2 separate regions of the Mus musculus genome follow, and region 1 is linked to region 2. The links are chromatin contacts, called in public Hi-C maps. All regions are on one chromosome and are shown on one strand. The core of a region is the stretch at or near the end of the contact, and the rest is flanking DNA. Distances in the headings are between cores, read along the strand shown. Region 1 overlaps Adss (adenylosuccinate synthetase, non muscle). Region 2 overlaps Gm30115 (a long non-coding RNA gene).

Evidence for each region. Hi-C and Micro-C count contacts between places; a contact is called where the count stands out from the background.
Region 1: a Hi-C map of trophectoderm shows a contact between it and region 2, with 4 times the contacts expected there. The contact joins two enhancer-like sites. A contact is called at or near these places in 1 of 15 datasets of contacts at CTCF or cohesin (the NIH/3T3 cell line), 46 of 484 Hi-C or Micro-C datasets (3T3-L1-derived adipocytes, the AML12 cell line, the C10 cell line and 25 more), 6 of 115 datasets of contacts at active chromatin or transcription factors (the HPC-7 cell line, the NIH/3T3 cell line, bone marrow-derived dendritic cells and 3 more) and 2 of 9 other capture datasets (embryonic stem cells and pancreatic islet).

The regions. Positions count from the first base shown.
Region 1 is chr1:177,773,360-177,776,715 of GRCm38.p6, forward strand. It overlaps Adss (adenylosuccinate synthetase, non muscle), which reads right to left. Exons shown (of 13, transcript NM_007422.3): 6 at 3,098-3,205; 7 at 2,222-2,303; 8 at 216-342. Among named protein-coding and RNA genes, the nearest start is that of Adss, 21 kb to the right of the region's middle. Within about 2 kb of position 1,347, at least 3 of the 459 cell types and tissues checked have an H3K27ac peak or open chromatin away from gene starts, as enhancers often do. A contact at or near this core is called in trophectoderm, where this site is marked.
Region 2 is chr1:177,707,488-177,710,582 of GRCm38.p6, forward strand. It overlaps Gm30115 (a long non-coding RNA gene), which reads right to left. Exons shown (of 5, transcript XR_373742.2): 4 at 721-770. Among named protein-coding and RNA genes, the nearest start is that of 1700016C15Rik, 21 kb to the right of the region's middle. Within about 2 kb of position 1,399, at least 108 of the 459 cell types and tissues checked have an H3K27ac peak or open chromatin away from gene starts, as enhancers often do. A contact at or near this core is called in trophectoderm, where this site is marked.

The DNA of each region.
Region 1 (3,356 bases), core at 97-2,596, 66 kb after region 2:
TTCCATTTTTAATGAACTATAAAAATGTATACTGTGCTTGCTACAATATTCTTAAAAAAAAAAAAAAACCCAAAAACTTAACTATATTGACAAGCTACCTCATTCCCAAATACACAAGCTAAATGCACTATTTATAACCTCCTAATGCTAACATTAATATCATATCTAAGTACTTTGAGCTCAGTCAAACTCCCTATAAATCATATCTCACTTACCAAAATCAATATCTAACAATGCTGCGTTTGCACCTTCTACCAAGATTTTCTTGGGTGGTCCATGGAGGGCCTCATATAGGAAATAAACTCCATCTTTCACCATCGGTTTAATCCTTTCCATATAACCCTACACAAAGACAAAAACCAGTTTCCATGTGCACTAATACATTGTAACACCAGTCACAGAGTAAACTACCTGGCCTTCCACAGTGGAAACTGACAAACCGAAACAGAAAGGCACTGGTGACAGGCTCATCCTAGTGCAACATTTGGATTAGCTCTGGTCTCTCGAAAAGAGTGATTAGTAATACAAGGGCTAGGGCTGTGGCACAGTAGCAGAGTACTTACCTAGCATGTGTGAGGTCCCGAGCCACACACATACACATGCGCTGTAACATTTAAAAGTTCTATAACAACTTCACTGGCAACAGCGCAAATGCTCACTTCATAAACTAGCTTTCAGGAAGAATAAAAAGAGCTAATATCTGTTTATATTAGATGGCATTTTTAATTATTTTTAGGTATTTGAAAAGCTGCATTTATAATCTATGTAACTAACAATTTTCAAGTTCAAATCAGACACCAAAATGTGGTAAGGACACAAACTATACTGTCAAATTTTCAAACATTAGAGACTGGGTGCTGTCATTCTTTCTGACAACAACACTGCAGTATGTCATTAGTCGATAGTACCAAGTACTAACATGAGTTGCTAGTAATGTTCAACTTCAGAATTCAAGTAAAACATGTAAAAACTGTAAATAAGAGTGTCCCTGGGGACTGCAGTACAGCTGCAATAAATGCTGGTTTTGACTATGGACACCAGCAGTAATAATCCCAGAAGCTGCTTACCAGGCACCTGAAGGAATACGTTGCACCTGTTACGAATGTCTCTGGCCCCTCCTTCACACTTGTCTTTAATCTCTTACTTATATTTTAGTCCTTTCTATATGCCTAAAACAAAGCCCTGGTTCAACATATGCTACTTATGAAAATCTTCTTTGGTTTCTTTTGTTGTTGTTTGTTTTGTTTTTTTTTTTTCTCCCCTTGAGCCCCACCCCACTCCCACCCTCGCCCTGCTCAAGGCTGAGCTCTACCTCAGTATGTACTTCAATTTGTGATCAACTTCCTGCTTCCACCTCTAAAGTACAAAAATTACCGGTGTAGGCCACCACACCCAATTTAAAAGAATCATAAACAAGGGCTGGTGAGATGGCTCAGCAGGTAAGAGCACCCACTGACTGTTCTTCCAAAGGCCCTGAGTTCAAATCCCAGCAACCACAAGGTGGCTCACAACCACCCGTAACAAGATCTGATGCCCTCTTCTGGTGCGTCTAAAGACTGCTACACAATGTACTTATGTTTAATAATAAATAAATTTTTAAAAAATCATAAACAGACCTAAGGTCTACAACTAGTAAGGAATGGCATATGGTATGTAGATTCTTACTCAGTTCTGAAAACAAAATGAACAGTTTTAAAGAAATAATCACCAGGCATATAGGAAACAATGTGAGGTTTAACAATGATTGAGAAGGCTCTGCTAACTCAGGCATCTCACAGCTATGACTGACAGTCTTCTCTGGTGGCCAGTAAAGTTAGCTGTCTCAGGAACTACTATCAATCCTACCAGCCAACTTTACAAGTTACCACACTGTGGCTTTCTTTATTGATCCACACGTCAGTAGTCATGCACGGTTTCTTCATAATGCAAATCTGGGCTTCCTTGTGTTCAAAATTCTCCAATAGCTTTCCATGGTCTCCTAAATAACATCTAAGTTTCCTGCAAGTGTATTTGAGACCTATCATCTGGCTACTTTCACATCTCATTCCCTTTCCGATCCAGTTTTCCATTGAGACTCAACTGTGTGAAGTCACACAGACATGCTATGTCCAGGGATGACTGGTCACTAGTTAATACACAAAGCTGAAATGGATGAAAAACTCAAATGTCAGTTTGGCAAGTTAGTATTTAAAAGTCCATTGCTGAGCTAAGAAAGCATTACCTTGAGTTGCTGTAATTCACCTTCAATGTCTATTTCCAAAGTCGGGTATATAGATTTATACTGGTTAGCTAGAACTTTGAACCTGAGAAATAAACAGATCATGGCATTAACTAACTATGTTACAGAATACTTCAAATAATATCATCCAAGTCAAGTGATTTTTGTGCCTTATAAATGGTCGTAAAAGCAAATTAGTTTGGAAACTGAAGTTACTTTTGGAGAAATAAAATTGAAGTAAGGAGATAAACATGAATCAATTATGCACTCAAGATACATTTTCATGTTTAAGGCAAAATATAATTAAGGTGATGTCTGTGGTTGAAGAAAAAGGATTGAAATAACTAAAATCTGAAAATACAAAACAAATTATATTCTACTGTGTAAAAAAAATGAGAGGGTCAGTCTACATGACACTTAGACGGTAGCAATTATCTCTAGGATTTTTCAGTGCATGGCCTGCCAGTGCAAATATATAACTACACTTCCCATGAAAATCATTTTATAAAGAATATGTCAGTACAGCATTTCTACTTTTAAAGACATATCCAAAAAATTTACCAGAACATGGAAGGCTAATTATTTCTAGATGGGAAGACATAATGGGTCCCTGAACCTGAAATATCAAAGATAAGATCCTACCTAAGACATGGTTAGCACATCAGAATGCCACACTGAGAACATTTCCTTTCATGGAAAACCAGTTCATATGCCAGTCCTCACAAACAGTATGGTTGGCTCTGTCCTCTTAGGATACCATTCTTATACAATCATCAGGTTATTTTTTATGAAGTAAATGTGAATACTGATGCTACAATTTTGTACTCTGGGTCTTAAAAATCTGTTTGTTTTTTAATATTAAAAAAACAAGTCTTTTACCTCTCAGAGAAGCCATCAAAGTCAGAAACAAGATCACACATCCGAAGTCCACTCCGAGCAGCTTTAGAGGAATACACAGGGCCAATCCCCTTTTTCGTGGTACCCAAACTTGAAAACAGATCAAAACAGCTTCAAGTTACACAAGGAAGATAAGTCTTGTTGTCAGATCTTTTCAAAGAAGAAAGTTACATGATTATTTCCTATTTGTGCAAGTTCCTGTAAGCTTATTTGCATAATCTAACTAACTGGTCTTCTCTGA
Region 2 (3,095 bases), core at 149-2,648:
TGTTCCCAGCAGATGGCTCACAACCATCTGTAACTCCAGTTCTAGGGGATCTGATGCTATCTTCTGGCTTCGCAAAGTACCGTGCATGCATGTGGTATTCATGAACGTGTGCAGACAAAACATTCATACACAAAATAAAAATAGATAAAATTTTAGAACAAGCAAAGGAAATGTAGGCTCTGACTCAGGTGGAACCATGTGGCCTGGGGAAGTCACTGTTGCTTCCTTGCCCTTCCCCCTATCACATAGGGAGGTTGGAAAGACCAACTGACCTCCATGCTGCTGCTAACTTGTGCTTCTCTGACTCATTGAGGTTGGGTCATTAAACAGACAGTTCTACACTGAGGAGGCTGCCCAAGGCCTTCATTTCAAGTGAAGTTGTGGGAGTGCCAGTTAGTGGTAGAGTGCCCACCTACCTACCATATGCAAAACCCTGGGTTCCCTCCCCAGCAGAAAAAGTGAATTATTATATGGATGATAGGTAGATAGATTCATTATTATCATTAATATCTCAACGTTATGTTCCCATGTCTCAGAAAACAGAACAAAATCTTAAAATCCTCGGAAGACCTGGAATTCTGTCCCTCCCTCCTGCAAATTTTCTCTGTCCTCAAGCATAGTAGGTCTTTCACATTTTAGGAGTAACTCAGACCTGAGTCAGTATTAATGCAAAGCTCCTGCATTAATAATCATAATAATCTCAGACTTGACACAACTCACCTTTTGCATCTTGAAGACCCGTTGAAGCAGTTTAACTGCCACTGGAGTTACTGCAAAATTTTAAAATATATTTATCAACTCTTTGAGCATCTCATACAATTTATTTTGATCATAGTCACCCTGACTCCTCTTACTTCCCTATCCCCTCTTTTTGGTCATTTTTTTGTTAGTAAGCCATCAACTCAAATCTGTGCTATCTGTATATTCCTGGATGTAGGACCATCGCAGGGACATGGTTGACACTAGGAGCCATGACCTCATAGAAAACTGACTCTCCCTAGAAGCCATCAACTGTCCATAGCTCCTCAGTTGGATAGAGGCTCACTGACTCCCTACTTTCATGATCTTGTGCAGGAAAGTACAGTTGTGTGTCAGTTCTGTCAGGTCTAGAAGGCACTGTTTCGTTCTCATCCTCTCCAGCTGTTGGCTCTGATCAGCCTTCCACATCCTCTTCCATGTGCTTCTTGAGCCTTGGGAGGCAGGTGTGGGGAGGCGGGGCTGAGGAGGTGGGGCTGGGAAGGCAGGGCTGGGAAGGAAGGGCTGTAAAGGCAGGGCTGGGTAGGCAGGGCTGGTGGGTGGGGGTGGGGATATAAAGGCACATACTGAAAAGGGATAGGACAAGACAGCTTAAGCGTAAGGAACATCAGGAAACTGTGGGAAACGTTCACAAGTGAGTCTGTAAAGGAGCCATGAGTCAGAGATTACTGGAGGGCTTTGGCTTCTTTAAACCTTCCCTTGGAGGCTTAAAAAACAGTGTTTCCTGCCAGGAAACATTCCACAGCAGTGACTCAATCCTCACACTGACCAGTCAACTTTCAAGAAGGCTAGTTAGGAGTCCCATTGAGTCAGCGTTCCTGCACCACAGAAAATGTAAGCAGACATTATTTCCTTTCCTCTCTCTACTTTTCAGAAAAGGCAATCTCTTTGAGGGAAATGTCTTGGTAGTTACAAAGTTGAGCTAAGAGATCATTGCACCTCAAATTCTCCATCTAAAAAAAATGCTGAAGATTAGGGCTTCGGATGTAGCTCAGTGGTAGAGCATGTACTTAGCTCTGGATTCCAACATCAGCACCAGAGCTGGGGAAGATAAGAATTAGATATACTAATTCAGCCTTGTGTGATGGTGTATGCCTACAATCCCAACACTCTGGAGACTGAAGCACGAGAATCACAATTTCTTGGGCAATGTAACAATGTTCTATTTCCAACAAAGAAATTATAATATTCATCCTAAACCATACAAGATACAGAGGGTAATATCTGCTATAAAACAGCTGCTCAATCAACAATAGCAACCATTACCATCACCACCACAATCATCACATTAAAAGGCCTACCAAGATCTTGCTTTTTGACCTAACTTCCTTCTCTTTTACACCCTACATTTCTCACATATCAGCCACACACACACATATAGTAACAAGAGGTAAATTATGTCTCTTAAAAATTTATGTTGAAGTCTTAACCCCAAATACTTCAAAATGTGACTTCATTTAGAAATGGGTTGTTGAAGATATAAAGATAAAGTCAGTAGGGTGGTCCCCTAATCTAAGATGGTTAGTGTCGTTAAAAGGAGAAATCTGAACACAAAAGCATTGGGAGGGGGAGAAGGAGAAGAAGAGAATAGATAGACAGACAAACACAAACACACACACACACACAGGTTCTGACTAGACATTTTTGAAGAGGAAGGCAGAAATCAAAGTGACATGTCTATTAAGTGTTGTGTAGCTGTTTCCACTGGGTTGTGCATGACTATGGCCATCTTGAATCAGTACTGCTGTGGCCACTCATCCAGGAAGAACCTTATTAACTACCTCATGTGCCAGGTCCCACCCCTGGAGCAGAGCCAGCAGGATGTGGGTCTCCTGCTGTAGGCATAACACTTGTTTGCATAGTAATGTACATATTTTGCTTCTCATCCATCCTTCAGGGAATGTTCTCCCTGTCAAGGTTAATGATTCCACGATAATCAGAGACAGCAGGATTTTAGAAAGTAAGAATGTGTATAGTGACCCTCAGCAATAAGGTGATGCTGTGACCTTCGGAACAGCCATTAAGGCTGTGGGAAAGAACTCTGAAAACATGAGTTCATCAGAGGTTCAAGAGTACATAAATCAGTGTAAGAACTGTTATTTACAGGATTTCTCAACTATGCAAAATATAAGGATACAATATGAATTGTATGAAAGGCTTCATGGACCTGAAAGAACAGATGCAGCTGCACTAATGAGAAGAAGTTTAATCAGAAAGATATTAAAGGAGATATAATTTGATCAGTAGAGGAAAAACCTGGATCACAAAAGAGAAAGGAATAGTTAAAAAAAAAAAAAAACAAACAAGGCTCAGGTAGATGGTTAGATAGTATTAGTGAC